2 separate regions of the Columba livia genome follow, and region 2 is linked to region 1. A link is a contact called in public Hi-C data. All regions are on one chromosome and are shown on one strand. Each heading gives the region's core, a stretch centred on a gene start, on an enhancer-like site or on the middle of the called end of the contact. The rest is flanking DNA. Distances are from core to core; before and after follow the strand shown. Region 1 overlaps GNAS (GNAS complex locus). Region 2 overlaps GNAS (GNAS complex locus).

Evidence for each region. A called contact is a pair of places that touch in the nucleus more often than the background predicts.
Region 2: a Hi-C map of liver shows a contact between it and region 1, with 3 times the contacts expected there. The contact joins two enhancer-like sites. A contact is called at or near these places in 2 of 2 Hi-C or Micro-C datasets (crop and liver).

What each region holds. Positions count from the first base shown.
Region 1 is chr16:9,934,940-9,942,609 of bColLiv1.pat.W.v2, forward strand. It overlaps GNAS (GNAS complex locus), which reads right to left. Exons shown (of 12, transcript XM_065032425.1): 6 at 3,199-3,253; 7 at 1,245-1,318; 8 at 431-489. Among named protein-coding and RNA genes, the nearest start is that of NELFCD, 16 kb to the left of the region's middle. Within about 2 kb of position 4,057, at least 1 of the 3 cell types and tissues checked has an H3K27ac peak away from gene starts, as active enhancers do.
Region 2 is chr16:10,021,546-10,029,215 of bColLiv1.pat.W.v2, forward strand. All of the region lies in intron 1 of GNAS (GNAS complex locus), which reads right to left. Among named protein-coding and RNA genes, the nearest start is that of GNAS, 45 kb to the right of the region's middle. Within about 2 kb of position 3,191, at least 3 of the 3 cell types and tissues checked have an H3K27ac peak away from gene starts, as active enhancers do.

The DNA.
Region 1 (7,670 bases), core at 2,807-5,306:
TAAACTTTTTATCATAGTCTGATTTTATGCATAAATTAGTTATCCTGTAATGGTATATTTTGTATAGGCACAAACACAAATCAACCTTCATTTGAAAGACAGAATGAAGTTTGGAATTTAACTCTGGCAAATAATGGACAAACCCATCACCAAAGAAACCTAATTGAGTGAGAGGAAAGCTGAAGAAAATGGACAAGCTATGTTAAGTTACCAAACCTGAAGTCCTTTCCACCTACATGTGCCCCAGAGATACTCTGTGCAGTTACAGTGTACATGTCAAGAAAAATTGCGTCCAGTATGACTGTTCAGATAATTCCGTATCAAACTACATGGAAAAGAAGATGGCTTCTACACAGCCACAAAATTAAGACTGAGCATTAAAATTTTGCAGTGAACCATTTTATAAAACAAACGTCAATTCTAGTCATACCATTAAAACACTGGATCCACTTCCGGCGTTCATCTCGTTGCCCTCCGACATCAAACATACTAAAGTGAAAAACACAAATCGAGTCAGAATACCTTTTTCCCCGCTCCAAATGCAAACAGAAAACGTAAGAAATTTTAGGATGTCATGTCATAGAAACTGAAAGGAGCTGAGGATAATGAGCACCTGAACAGGTAACAGCCCACCGACATACACACGCAGAGCTTGCATCACAAAATAGAACTAAGTTTACTTCCACTGACACCTACACTTGAAGGAAGGAAATTCTGGTGTATATATATGTACGTCACAGATTCATTTTTGCCCTTACAAGCTGAGGCACTAAAAAATGTCCTATGACAAGTAATTTGCTGAAACAAGTATCACTGAAGTCAACCAGACCAGAGTAAAACTCAGCAGTTTTTGCTCAGGTCGAGCAATCTTTCTAACCTGGGACAGTAAAGAGAACATACATTTTCTGTCACTTAGATAGATACAAAGTTTTGGGTCAAATATTTCACTATATCACCTAGCAACAAATCAAATACTCAGAAAAGGCATTAGTTTAAAATAGATTTTAAATATGTTGTTCTTTGCGATTTAAAATAAAAGCAGAAAATTGCACACCAATTTTCAGTTCTTTTTAAAGCCAGACTACCAAATTAAAAATAATAAAATATTTGCTTTCTCTTCAACGGCAACTTGAGAAATACAGTCGTCTCCATGACTATATGGCAGACTGTCCTCCAATTTACCCTGGTATTTGTCTGCATTATATTAAAAAGGAAAAAGAAAGAAGAACAAAAGGGATACTCACTGAAAGTTTACTTTATCCACCTGAAACTTGGTTTCAAAAATTCCTGATGTCAAAACTCTGCATCTGAGAAGATCCTACAGCACAAAGGAAAAGCATTGATTAAACACAGATACTTTGTAATTCTTCACATATCCTGCAAAAGAGGGAACATAATGAAGCTGCGTTGAGGGTGGACACACATGGGTGCGCTCAAACTGGAACGTATATTGACTGTCACAAGCAGGTTGTAAGCGCCAAGCCTGGAATAGGAAGAACCATTTCCAGGCCCACCCCTACACATGAGGTGATGAATTCAGACATTTCTGTGGCACACAACAGGATCTTCAAACATCCACCAAACACCCAGCCCAGCAGACAGGTCTCTGCCCCCGCTGTTCAGTGCTTGGCTCTTAAAACAAGTGTCCAGGTCTCAGCATTTTCTTTCAAAGAACTGGGAGCTCAACCACTTAAATCTTACAAGAACTGGGCTTTTCAAAGACAAAGTTTAGGATTTCCTGCAGAGATAAAAATGATGATCAGAAGTTGTGAGCTACAAACACTTGAAATTGTTATAAGTGCTACAAAATCCTATTAAAAACAAACTGCATTGGCTTTTATTTACTATGTATAGCAAGCAGTGACAGCCATATACAGTGTCTAGTGGGTAAGTGATTTAGAAGAACCTAATTTGCACACAGCCCAAATAAAACCACCTACAAAATACTGCTTGGATTCCAACTACAGGTTTTATATTTCAGCACTTTAAAGTTTTGTTGTTCTTCGCAATGGGTCTAAATAGCAGATAAATTCTAACGCTGGCAGCTGGCAAGATCGTGTAAGCAGAACGGACTGTAAAAACTGCAGGCGCAAGAAAAGATCTTGTTCTTACTACACAGGTACCAAACTGGTTAGTCAAAGTCAAAACCAGACAAAATCCAAAGGTTAGACAACACTGTTAAATCATTAAACAAAATGGCTACAGCTTAACATCAATTTTCTGATAGTAAAATACTGTTGTCTGGCTATTTTAGTACTTCTATTGAAATATGTATGTATTTAAACATTGTTCTAACTTGTGTTCTATAGTACTATGCTTAGTACTATACACTAGGTGTAAGAAAACATAAGTTGAGCTCGTGACACCCTTAGCCTCCAACATAACACTGACACCTGTTTTAAAGCTTCTTATATTAGTTGCTCCAAATGTCAAATATAATAACTTATATTTTTACTATTTTTTTAATGGAAAATATAACAATTTCAGCCATTAAAAAAAGTCTCATTTATAAAAAACTCTCCTATTTTCAAAAGGATGAATGATTTATTCTTGAACAACTTTAAAGGATACAAACTGCTCCTCATCAATACTGTCTGCAAAAGTTTTGGGCCACTAATGTGTATTTTGGTTATTTAGCCTACAGAAGTACACTAGATGCTTAACTGCATTATTTATGGGCAGAAAGTCAGGAATATACATGTGGTTTTGCATTAGGGATTTAGTCCTAAGAAGATCCTCAGATCATCTGTAACAAAACCAAACCCCACAATTCCTATTCTGATATAAAATCTTGTATAATGAGGTGATTTTATAAAACTCTGGTTTACAGCGGGAGCCAGTGGAGCTGAGAAGATACCAACCAGCTGTGCGGCAAACAAAGCGCCTGATGGTTATTCAGCAAGGGGGGCAAAACATCATCAACTACTCATTCAAACAGGTATTTGAGTGTTAGCGTCCCAGAAGCGTGATGTAGGTCTGGAATCCAGGCAGATTTTCATTTCACAGCACATTTACAGGTATAAACATAATCTCAACCCACCTGACAAAGTGATTTTTACTGGAATACTGAATGTGTACAGTACACGGTAATACTTGTGTTAGTGCCACAAATGGCAATTAGAAAATTAATCCGATAGTAATCCTCAAGGACAGAGAAGGCAGATAAATGATGTAATTTTTAAATGAAACGTTTCTCACCTGGTCAGACGGTGTGTATTCATTTTGTTTGACTATGTCAATCTTGTCTAGAAAACTGGGGAGAGGAAAGAAAACTATTAACTTTTCGTTCTCCAATTAGACAACCTATGTAATGCTTTAGTAACAGACGCGATTCGTTATATTTTAATGCACTCAGACCCACAAAACGCTGAATAGACTTAAAGCGGGATTTCCATCTGCACTGCCCAGCCCGGCCCAGCAGAGGGACCAACACGGGCTGATCCAGCCCCGCCGCTGCTCCCTGCGCTAACACACACCAGGAGCTCCCTTTAGGTCGCTTATTCACAGAAACTGTACAATACAATCCACTACTGCTAACGCTAAAACAACGGCTCAAATAAATTGCCTGCATTTAGTTTTCCTGAAAGCAGCATGAATATTTTTTAAAAATGTATCATCACTAGAACTCTGTGAAGAAATGGAATCCCTAAATCACGTTCATTTCAAGTTCAGTTAAGTGAGAGGGAATACTGATTTTTCTGTCAATTGTTGGTACCAGTTTTGCAGTTTACCTTCTGCAGAAGTCGCCATGGTAGACCAAATGGGTATAAAAACATTTATTATTTCCCAATTCATTAGGCATGACCTAAAGAGGACATCCTGGAGTCTTTAAAATATTTTTACCAATTAATTGTAAGCTCCTCATTATCTTTCACTTCCACTTCAAGAGCAAAAATCCGAAGGAACTGCTTTGTGAAGTGCTTTGCTGTGTTGTTCCTGAGCGACTCGAAGCTGGAGCAAAGCTCCAGGAAACAGATTTTCTGCCGCTGGCCCCCGGCCCCTTGTCCAGCAGCCGAGTGGCCGCGCTCTGACGCCTCCCACCGCACTCTACTAGAGATCCTGCAACACTTCCACAGTTAACTCTACCCGCAACACTAATGATTAACCCCGGTCTTAAAAACAACCTCCTTGAAGTTTCCTTTTAAATTCCTGTGTGTGAATTTGTCTCTTTAGGAAGCAGAAATCGCCACGCACAGGTGGGGGTGCTGGAACTGCAGTAGCTGTGGCCACCGACAAGAATTTCAAAGGGGGAAAACGCAGCCACGGCCCAGGGTCACCCATCAGAAACCAAATCCCCATTCAAACCATAAAGGTCTCAACCCTCCGTTTCAGCCCCAGCTGCTCTACTGAGTCCCCAAAACACCTCAGGAGAGCAGGGGAAGGAAAACTCTAATTGTGTGTTTTAACAGAGGCTCCAGTGTAAAGCCCTTTGCACCAGGAATGACATGACTGGCTTGTTTCAGAGACAAATGAAAAGGGATTTTTGTTTAGGCTGAATTACAGAATGTTAAACGCGTGAAAATGCAGCTTAGTAAACATGCTAATAAAAACACGAGATGAAGCGTAAAGATCAATTCCCCTCATGAAAGATGAGATACAGACAAGATATACGAGGATAAAATTGATGACAAATTGTGTTCTGCAATTAACAAGCTGTATTTTTTCCTCATCTTGCCCAGGCTGTTGAGTAAGGGGTTTTTTAATCCAAAGGAAAAGAAGTAAAGCTCCTTGTTCGGTACACAGAGGATGTTAAATACATACAACAATCACGAATTCCAACTAGTACAAGTGTTTCTACATTATATTATCTCCTGCGACCACAGTATCAAAATCATGTAGCAATTTTACAGGTTGGATGATGCTAGAAAAATGGTGGGAATAGAACATGTTCATAAAGACTTAAAGGTGATTAGTACCACGACCCAGCCTTTCTGCACTGAATTTATCCAAGCAGAACATTTTATGCCAGGTTCTGCAAGGGGGGTATTTTTTGTTGTGTTTTTAAACATTTCGCTAATCAGCTTAATGGATTTTGGAAACTGACAATTAGAAAATAACAACAAGACATTGCTAAAACCTGGAACTGAAAGTACAAACCTCTCACTGTTGTTTATGCAGACTATTTTTAGGCCTATGATTTCCTTGAAAAACACGAGCGCTATCGGAGCAGCAGTACTGTACTCGAGATGGATTCCAACAGCAGCGCTCATGCCAGGTAAAACAAGTTCCAATGGAATAAACCTTCCTTCTCCCCCCCCAAACAAGTTCCAACATTTAGTAACATCTGATACTCTAACAATACTCCTTAAGAGGGAAGTCTTATAGTTGCCAGAAAACCCACCCCACTTTCAGGGGCATTTCAGGGAAAACGGAGAAACGCGATACGTTCAATGAAGATTTCCTGCTGGGCATGCGCCTTTTCGGAAAATCGGCTCTAGCAACTTTACGAAGGGCTAAAGACACTAAGAAACAGTTTGATTTCTTGCTCAGACATAAAGAAAGGGGATTGGTCTTTCAGTTGTTCAACTGAAAAATAAACGTGTCTGTAAGGAGGAAAGAGTAGCAGAAATTCGATCTAGTCTGATACATCTAAAATAAGGAGCAACGGTGGGAGCGTGTGAGTTCAGAGAAGATCAATACACTATGTGCAGAGACTTCTAAGCCAATCTTAGTCGAGAGCAAATAATGTACCCAGTAAATTAAACTAACAATCAAATCATATGAGAACAAAGCCAAATCCAAAATAAACCCAAATTCACCATTGCTAATTTCTATTTTTAATTCTCGTTATGCTCTGCCTAAAACACGAGTGAGGCCACTCCAGCGCTACTCGCCGTGCTGAACTCGCTGCTGTTACAGATTTTTCTAAGTCTGCTGGAGATCTGCCCACCCAGTAGGTCAGCAAAGAACTTCACAGGGAGAAAGAAGAGTGAAATAATTCAAATAAAACCGTCCAACCACGAACCCAAATTTCACACTGCGAGCAAGTCTTGCACCAAGTTACAAAATCAGGTTTTTTTCTCCTGTAAAATTTTCCCAGAGATTATATGGGAAAGCTATTTTCCAGAAAGCAAATCTTTCGTTCGGTGTTGCTGCCAATTCTCACTCAGGGACAGACTCTGGACGTGACTGAACAACAGGAGCAGTTACTGCTCTGCAAAATACTGTCATCTAGTATCGGGCACTTTTGCCTGTGTTATAAAACATATATACTGCTATGACACGTGTTAAAAACAGAAGAATAACCAAAAACCAAACCAAAACCAAACTATACACATGACTTCAGGTCATTTGTAGTCAGCAGCACTGCAGAAGAAGGATCTCTAGGACATCACCAGATGTGCCCCATGGATATTAAAATGAAAGGTGGTAATAAAAATTGTACTTTATTTTTGGGTCCCTTTAGCTTGGGGAAGGAAAAACACGTGAACATTTTGAAACAGATCTTTGAGAAGAATTGTCTTGAATGTCAAGGGGTGCAGTTAGGATTAGGAGGCAGACTCCAGGCAGATCCACAGACACTTTCCCCAGCTCCTGCAGGACAATATAATTAAGTCATACACGCATCCCAACTCTTTCCAAATTTTGAATAAGTTATGTCAAAACCATGTCCCAAGTTCAGATCCAGATATGTGCCTGTTACTGATTTATTCTGGAGTTCATTCAGAGAGAGCTGGTTTATACCCATGTGGGGGAGTTTCCTGGCCAAATGATGCTGCTGCCAGGCCAAGAACCCCACGGAAAACCTATGTAACACATTAATCTTCTACCTCAAGAAACAACACAACTTCACTGTGCTGGGAAGAACAGGGAGGGGGAAATCAGACTGTCTTTGAGCATTTCCTGACAGTCTTTTCAATCAACAGTAACTCGAAATTTTACGCTTGGTGATCTGATGAAACGGTTGGCAGAGAAGACTATTTTTGCTTTATGAAGAGCTTTTGTTGTCAGTCTAGAAAAACAATGGAAAGGTCCCTTCAAACTGACAGCACACCTACATTTGTAGAGCTTCATTTCCTTCAGATTTGTTTTGTCAAGTCGTAACTTGAACTTTTATACAAAATGACTCTCTTAAAAGACACATCAAGATCTCATGTCTAGTGTCAGTATGACACTGCGCATCGAGAATTCACAATTTGAATCCCAACTAGATACATAATTTGTTTATAACTTATAACCCTCAACAGTGGTACTGGAACTCGGTATTTGGGAAGTTTCTTGCCTCTGAAAGCCTCAAGGTATTTTATGGGCAGTAAATCACAGTCACAGCTCCCGCCTCCTCCACTCGTGCTGCATTTCCTGCCTCCACCATCGCATCCCGAAACGCACACCTTACGTTCACCCTGCTTTAAAGGCAGGGAAAATCAAGGCACGCATGGAGTAAGTTAATTGCCCAGAGTCCCCTGAGTCAGTGGAAATGGAATTTTCATTTCCTCTGAGTAATGTGTTTTTATCAAGGTATTACTAAGAATTAACTAGAATATTACTAAGAATTATCAAGATTTTACTAAGAATCAGAGTTGTATTTACCCTGATCACCTCTGAAACAGCCTCTACAATTCAGGTTTCTGTGTCCAGAAAGAAATCAGTGTTTGTTTACCCATCTTCCTAAAGACCAAACTGTGCAAATGCCGAGCAGATTTTTGTTTCCTTATCCATATCCTATCAGG
Region 2 (7,670 bases), core at 1,941-4,440, 86 kb after region 1:
AAAACTTGAACCCAAAACAAAACAAAAAGGAAAATACTCTCTGATTTAAAGCTGTCAGGGAGTGGATCAGTGAACAACGAACGTGACGATGCAGGTCCAGCCGTGCAGCTCAGTTCCCTCCTCTCCCTGGTCCTCAGCTCTGTGAGCCCGTTGCGCTCCGGAGTTTGGGTCACAGATGCTCATCATGTCAAGATGGACTCTCAAGGGGAAGACTGTTTAATCTTCTCTCACTGAGAATCTGCAACCCTCTAATTCCCCCACAGCTGAATGTATGCTGTTGTAGGATAATGTCTATACACTGCTTTCTTAAAAAAAAAAAAGGCTATGCATTGTTCTCCTATCTGTGATTCACTTGAAATTTATTACTTCTGCATATCTTCGTAAGAAATTACGATGGATTGGTTTTGGTTATTTTGTTTTGATTTTTTTTTTTTTCCTGCTAAGGTTTTCAAGGGATTTAAAGTATTGGGAAAAAATAAACAGTGTGTGAATTTATATTAGAAAGGTGCAAAAGAAGTTTCCCATGTGCACAGCACCTTTGAGGATTAAAATCTTATGCAGAAACAAGTAGCTGTGGATTTCTGTGAAGGAGCCTACACTACCCAACGCTTTGTTTTGCTGTCCTCCAAATTCACAGTGGCTGAGTGGTTCGAAACCCCTTTTAAAAGCAGCGATTACCTCTGAGACAGGTTGACTCTTTCAGTTAAAGGACATTTTTTAATAGCACACAATGTATAATTTCATGTATTGATACCTCTCTGGTTTGAAGTCTGTTACAATTTTTAGCTTTAGAAATACAGAACTGTGGACCTTCATCCTGGGTCACAGAAGTGACTAGTAGGTGAGTATCAAACCTATCAGTCTCAACATATTTAATCCATAATAAACTCATTTTTTTATATATAAGGATTAATTAAGGCTGCGATTTAGACTTAGATCAGTGTTTTTTTCATCTGCTTTAAACACTACAACAGCTCCCGTGGCCTCTTGCAGTGACTCAGGTCTGCTGCTCACGCTTTCCTTAGATGGAGACATCCTCCACCAGCTATCGTCCTGCAAAATCCTTTGGACTCTCGGAAGAATGAAACTTGGTGATAAAAGGGGAGATGGTTTCAAAGTCTCCAAATTACCCTTTGACCCGCTGAACAAGGAACCCTTGAGTAATCTCAATCCCGTTTAGAGGAGAAACAAACAAATTAAAGCCAAACAATAATCTAAAAAAGAAAAACAAAGCAAACGGATTGGAATTGGAGCAAGAATCCAACGTGGGTGCTTTTTTTCAGCTGTTTCCTTTGCAGTGGGCAGAACAAAAATCACTTTTAAAAGCACTAAAAGGTAAACAAGGTAGGAAATTAAGCCATTATCAATCAAACTCTGAGAGGGCAAAGCAGGGTCACCAAGTAAAATGACAAGTTTGTCTGTCATCTGGGAGTGAGCCTGTCCATCGCAATGAAACGAGCATTGCCAGGAATAAATTAATGCACCACTAATGTATTCAATAAAGAACAAACACAAAACATTTAAGCACAGATACTCCAAACCAAACAGAATGAAAAGGAGATGCTTCCCTCTCTGGCAAAGATAAAGAATTTTTTCATACAGAAATTCTAAACTTGAGAGGGATTTTTGGTTTGTTTTTAAATAAAAACAAGCCCAAAGTCTACTAATAGAATTAACCAAGACCTTCCTTTAAACCAAAGAAAAAAAAAACCCTTGCTTCTCTCCTTTCATTTCGAGGCTTCTCCTCAGAAACATTAAAAGAAACTTTAAGGAACTCCCGGGATTATGGAAATAAAACACTGAGTAAGAGCTTTGCACCTAGGAGCTTTGCTTATTTTCTTGCAGTTTTTTTCCTGATATTCCGTCTCACCACTCACGCATTCTGCACTGCACTTTATTAAAAAAAACCAACCCTCTTATGTAACAGACGTAGCAGCACAACCTCGCTCTCCGCAGAGCACATATGGAATGCCGATCGCAAAAAAAAAGAAGGGAACAATCCTTTGTCAGATTTAGTTTCAATATTTATCAACAATCGCTGCAGACCTACCTCCGACTACAAACTTTTTTTTTTTTAATAAAGAATTATTCTGCTTTTAATCCTCGTTACGTTCGGGTCACGAACCCCACGGAGGCAGCAGTAGCAGAGGCTGCGTTCTGAATTCCAGGTTATAGTTAGCTCCTGCAAAGCAGCACGGAACTCCGGAACCTTCCTCCTGCCGGGGAGCTCGGTGGAGGGGGGGACGCTCCCGGCTTCGCCGCCCCAGCAGCGCGGGGTGCGATGGGCTGAGCCTGGCTTAGGCTCGGCCTGACCCCGCAGCACGCTGAGCTGTCCCTCCGTGCTAATATTATTTATCACTGACACCGCGTTCTCATTTTATGGCGCATAACAGGAAGGGGAATAAGAGGATTGTTAAAATAGGTCTTGCTAAGTTGTCACACAGGTTTTAATGTGCTGTAAACATTCCTCTCCTCCTTTTACTTTTCTTTTTTTATTTTTTTATTTTTTTTTTAAATAAAACGATGTTCAGGCTTTCACGCTCAAAATAACTTTACATTTTAGTGCTAGCAAACCACAATACTCGCAATACCAGGAGCCATTATTAGAGACGATCTGCAAGGAAAACAGAACTGTGACTTTGCTTTTCTGTCTCCGCACTGCTAAAGCCTCAAAGTGCTCCCTTTCAGAAAGAGTATTTTCTCCCATCTTTTTCTTTAGATGGAAATATGTTAAGCCTAGATCCTAAAATTACATACAGACACAATTATAGAATAGGGGTCTTTTGTACCCTATTTTTCCTGGGAGATTCTGGCTGTCTGGCAAACTAACAGCATCATTAATTCTCAAGTGCCTTGATGTTAAATTAGAGTGCCCCACAGCCCCTAGGGCAGTTGCAGAATTTAGACCCTTTCCCAGTGTTCCAAATAAGTCCTTCTGGTGGGTGTTTTTGTGTGTGTGTGTGTGTGTGTCTCTTAGATTTTAGGAATGCATGTAAAACAATTTATTATGTCCAAGTCTTCAGGTGTGCAAGGAAAGGTTTCCCTGGTTGCTGTGTCTCAGACAAAGCCAGGAAAGACGCCCATTGCCGGGGCTGTGGGAGCCAGGCAGGAGCTGGGGTCAGGCTGGGTCAGAACCTGTGGTCCAAGACTGGGATTTTGCCTCTACCACATTAAAACCAGCAGCGGGGAAGGATTATCCCCTCCTCTGGACCCAGCCCAGGGGGATGTCTGGGCCAGTTTGAACACTCACAAAACATCAGTGGCGAAGGAATGAGCGTGGGGATCAAAGAGTGTGGAACAGGATCCAGGAGACCTGATCTATGGCAGAGTGTTCGATCCAGCACAGCCTCCCATCTGTGCGTGACCTTGGACGAGCCTCTTCCCCTTTCCCTGCCTCTTTTTCCAACTGCCTTTTATCTGCCTCTCTCATATAGGCTGTAAGCTGTTTACTGCTGACATGTCTGCACAGCACAGAGAACCAAGGGGCCCTGATCTCACTGGTGACCTTTAAGCCCTTCTGCTACACGTTTCATCATAAAATAATTATTCAAAAAGGAAGTGATTTTTTTTTTTAATAGTCTGCCTTCCTTTTCTTAACACCTCTTTAACTCAGACATTCTCAGCAAGATTAGATGAAAAAAAAATAGGCTCTGTTCAAAACCTTAACGCTCTCTTTTCGAAATGAAAATGCTGAGAAAGCTGCTAGTATTCTGCCGAGTCCTCCTGCCACAGGCCCTCCAGCAAAACCAGGGAAAGCCAGAATCCTCATCCTTGCTACGTTCAAAGTAACAAAGATACTTTTTATTTTGAAAATGGGGGGGGGAAGAAAAAAAAAAAAAAACAAAAAAGCCTGCACACTTCTCAATCTTTCTTTGTACACCATAAAGCACCAAACAGGGCAGGAACCCAGTGCTGTGTTCTTTTGCAGGTCACCTCCAGGTTTGCTTTATGCTCTCTGGTGTTACAATAACGAATTTGTTTTTCCATTGCTCTGTGCATGCTCTCTTGTCTAAGAGTGACCTATTCGCTTCTGAAGCAATCGGCTTTTTACAGCTTAGTCTACGCTGTGTAAACAGAGAGCGGGCGGCGTGGCTGAGCCCCCGCTCCTCAGAGGCGAGGAGCCCTGCACCCCGAGACCCGAACCAGCCGTGGAGGCTGTGACCCCCTTCTGGGGGTCAACACCGAGTGACAGGGCTCCCCACAGACCCAGCATGGACAAAGACTGCAGCGCTGCCCGTGGAGAGCCCCCAGCCCTGCCCCGGGTGGGATCGCAGCTCTGTCTGCAGCAGGGCTTTGATGGAAAGCCATCCTGCTCTCCGAACAGCCAAGGATGCTGCAAGGGGCAGGGGACCCAATGGCTCTTACCCCGCTGCAGCTCCTCTGCCAGCCCATAAACAAGAAGAGTGACCAATAAGCCAGCAGCCCCGCGGGGACAGCACAGGGACAGCATGGGGACAGCTGTCCCCCGCCTTCTCTGCGCTGTTGGGCAGCAGAGGATGCTGAGTCCCTCCTGGCCCCAGCAACCCCAGGCTGAAGGCAGGGCCCTCCTGCACGACTGCATTTCACACCCTATATATAAAACACACAGCCGTACATTTATTCTGAAACATTCTTTCTATGAATTGGTGTTAGTGATGGATAAATATATTAACTCCATACACGTGAGAGTTAAGGAAGATTTGTCCAAGGAACAACTTTCAGAGGAAGTGCTGGGCAGCCACATTATTTGTTTTGTTTAAAATTATTTCAGGCTCGATAATGTCTCTTTATCAAAACTACACATGTGCTGAGCATGCACAGTGCTGTGTGTTGTAAAGCATACAGGAAGGGGTGGATTTAATTTATTTCTTTATTATGAATATCACGGTGCTGTAAGAAGAATCCTGGCTGACAGTGTGAAATAAAGTCAAACTTTCAGGGCATATTTTGGGGCCTGAGGTTCCTGCACTGCCTTTTTGAACTCAGTCAAATTCTGTATTCCTAATCCTCTCTTCTGTCTGGACCATCTCATGAATGGACACGTATATTGCTATAGAGCTGAGCAAGTACCTCATAATGTTTGCCATTAATATTCATTTGAAAGAAAAATGCAGTTTAAGCTTCCTGGTTTTGCTTTCTTTGAGTGAGGAAACTAGTGAGGGAGTTAATAAATTCACAGTTCTGGCAGGCCAAAGGGACCACGGCACCAAAAATAGTTCTCCATCAAAATTATAACCCTGCTTTAGTTTGTGAACATCACCTTGGCTATAAGGTTTCTTTACATTTATTTGGTATCATACTCTCCATGGTGGGTGAAATCATCCTTGTTGTTGAAGAGACTAAATGACGATGGGCACAAAGCAGAAACAGAGCTACCAGGATCTACCAGCACAGACTGCCTCCCAACTTTCAGCCTAGAAATAAGAATTAATTCTTCTCCACCCTAAAAGCTGGCTCGAAGGGAAGAGAAAGGGGTAGAAAGACTGGACTTCAGACTCTCTGAAAGGGAATGCATCAGCGCACACTGGCCAGGCTAATCAGAGGGAGGAGCTGATGGGCAGAGGGATAGTGACCCGATCTAAGATGCACGAGCTACAAAATCAAACTGTGCAGCCAAAACCTGTAAGAATGCTGATTTTTGGTGATCTGTATATGCTTAGTATGGTTTAAGAGTAAAGTTAAAAAGGCTAAGAAATTCCTTGCCTAAGGATGAAAAAAGGAATTCCTATTACCAGAGAGCTGAAACCAAGATTATATTGTGAAATTAAGAATGTGAAGTGCTGAAGCAGAGCTTTCACTGGGCCAGGAAAATGGACTGCAGTATCTAACTGCCCCAAAGAGTGTCCTACAGCAGGTCTCTTTATATAATAGAAGCATCCATGTGAAAACCCTAAGCAGGAGCAAACGACTCAGGAGAGAAGCAGTAAAAGCATGTAGATTCACTGGCTGGGTCCAAACACTCCAAACTGGTCTGCAGGCAGAGAAGATGACAGGGCAAGACATGACAGCAATAATCTACCATGACTGGAGACCTCCTGCCCTAGTAACAATTAGGTAATTGTTACAGTCTCTTAATACCTGAGCAGAAACCTTTTTATTGCATCAAGTTGTCATGTCTAGACAGATATACATCATGAATGAATCACTACTGAGTAGCTTTGAAGACCCGAGCTGAAGAGCACTCCATGGTGTAAGCCACTATCTGGACACATCAACACTCATTGAACAATTTTTTGGAGACAGTACTTTCAGCACGTTACCCTAGGGTATATTGGCTGTGAGAAACTCTGGGTTTCCAGTAGTACATCCTTAAAGGGCTCCTAAAAGAAAGCAATATAGGCTTGGCAAAGGAACCTCTTAGTCACAGACACCCAAGTCTTAAAAAAACCCCAACATCTCTCAAAAAACTCCCAAGAAACAAAACCAAACAAATAAATAACCACAAAAACAAAAAAACACCAAACAAAAATAAAAAAAGCTAAGAAAAACACGCAAGCAAGGAATAACACATGAAATAGAACCCAAACAGGCTTGAATTCACCTCTTGTCCCTGTTACACCATTTCTAGCAGCAATGAGTCTGCTTCAGATCTCTCTAAAAGTTTTGCTTCTTTGTGAGATAGCATGTCTTCCCGGAATAATTTGAACCCCTCTCCTGCCCCTTTGCTTTGGTTTCAGAGGTTCTTTGTTTTGTTTCTTTCCCAAACCGCTAATTGGCTTCTCTGCAAAATGGTCACAGTCTTAGGAAATTCTGTCCCTCAGTTCTGAATGATTATCAGCTTTCTCACCCATCCCCGTGGAGGTGCTCCTCTCCCTGGCAAGGGCATCCACAACGGGCCCTATACTTTCATTCAGCACAGACACTACAGCACAGGGCGAAGGACGCGGTGAAGGTTAAGGTGTTCTCAAAACCACAGTTTGACTCACGTATGCCCCCAAACAATCATCCATTAGCAATTATAATGATCTTTAATTAAAAAAAAAAAAAAAGTTTCTGTTCTTACAGATAAGGATCTATAGAAATACTTGTATAGGTGCCATGAGAGTCTATTTTTCAAACTACATTTCGGTGAGGGAATATAGAACTACCTTACCTACATTACTTGAATCCTACTCTAAAATGAACCTCTTTGAAGTTTTCTTATTAAAAAAGCTTTAAAAATTAAGCAGTTTGAATTATTTTTCTATGAACCATATAATCTTCTTAAGTAGCAAAAAGTTAACTTCAGCTCAAGCCATTCCACTTGGAAAAAGGCAATCAAAAACGCAGTAGATCCAAGCATCTTGCCCTACATTTTCTCTAAATGTAACATCTAACCCGTGATTGTTATAATTTTTCATGGTAAAGCTTTCTGAGTGTTTATAGCCAACAGACGTTGGCTTTTATACTGGAAAGTCTGTTATATAAATGTCATTCTCATTTATATCGTCAGTTATAACAGAGGCACTAATGCAGCCGATTCCTAAGAAACCTTATATTTTAGCAACTTGTCTTGGTTCTAGTACCGCGTAATATAAACATGTCTAACGCATCGCATAAGAAAATTATACCTTGAAGATGCTACATTTTTTTAAATCAGAGGTAGAAGCTAAATATGCACACTATTCTTAATGTATCAGTTGTCAAGAATGTTACGTATTACCTCCAGAGTGCCACGACCACCTAACTACATTTTGTTGCTGCAGGGAAAT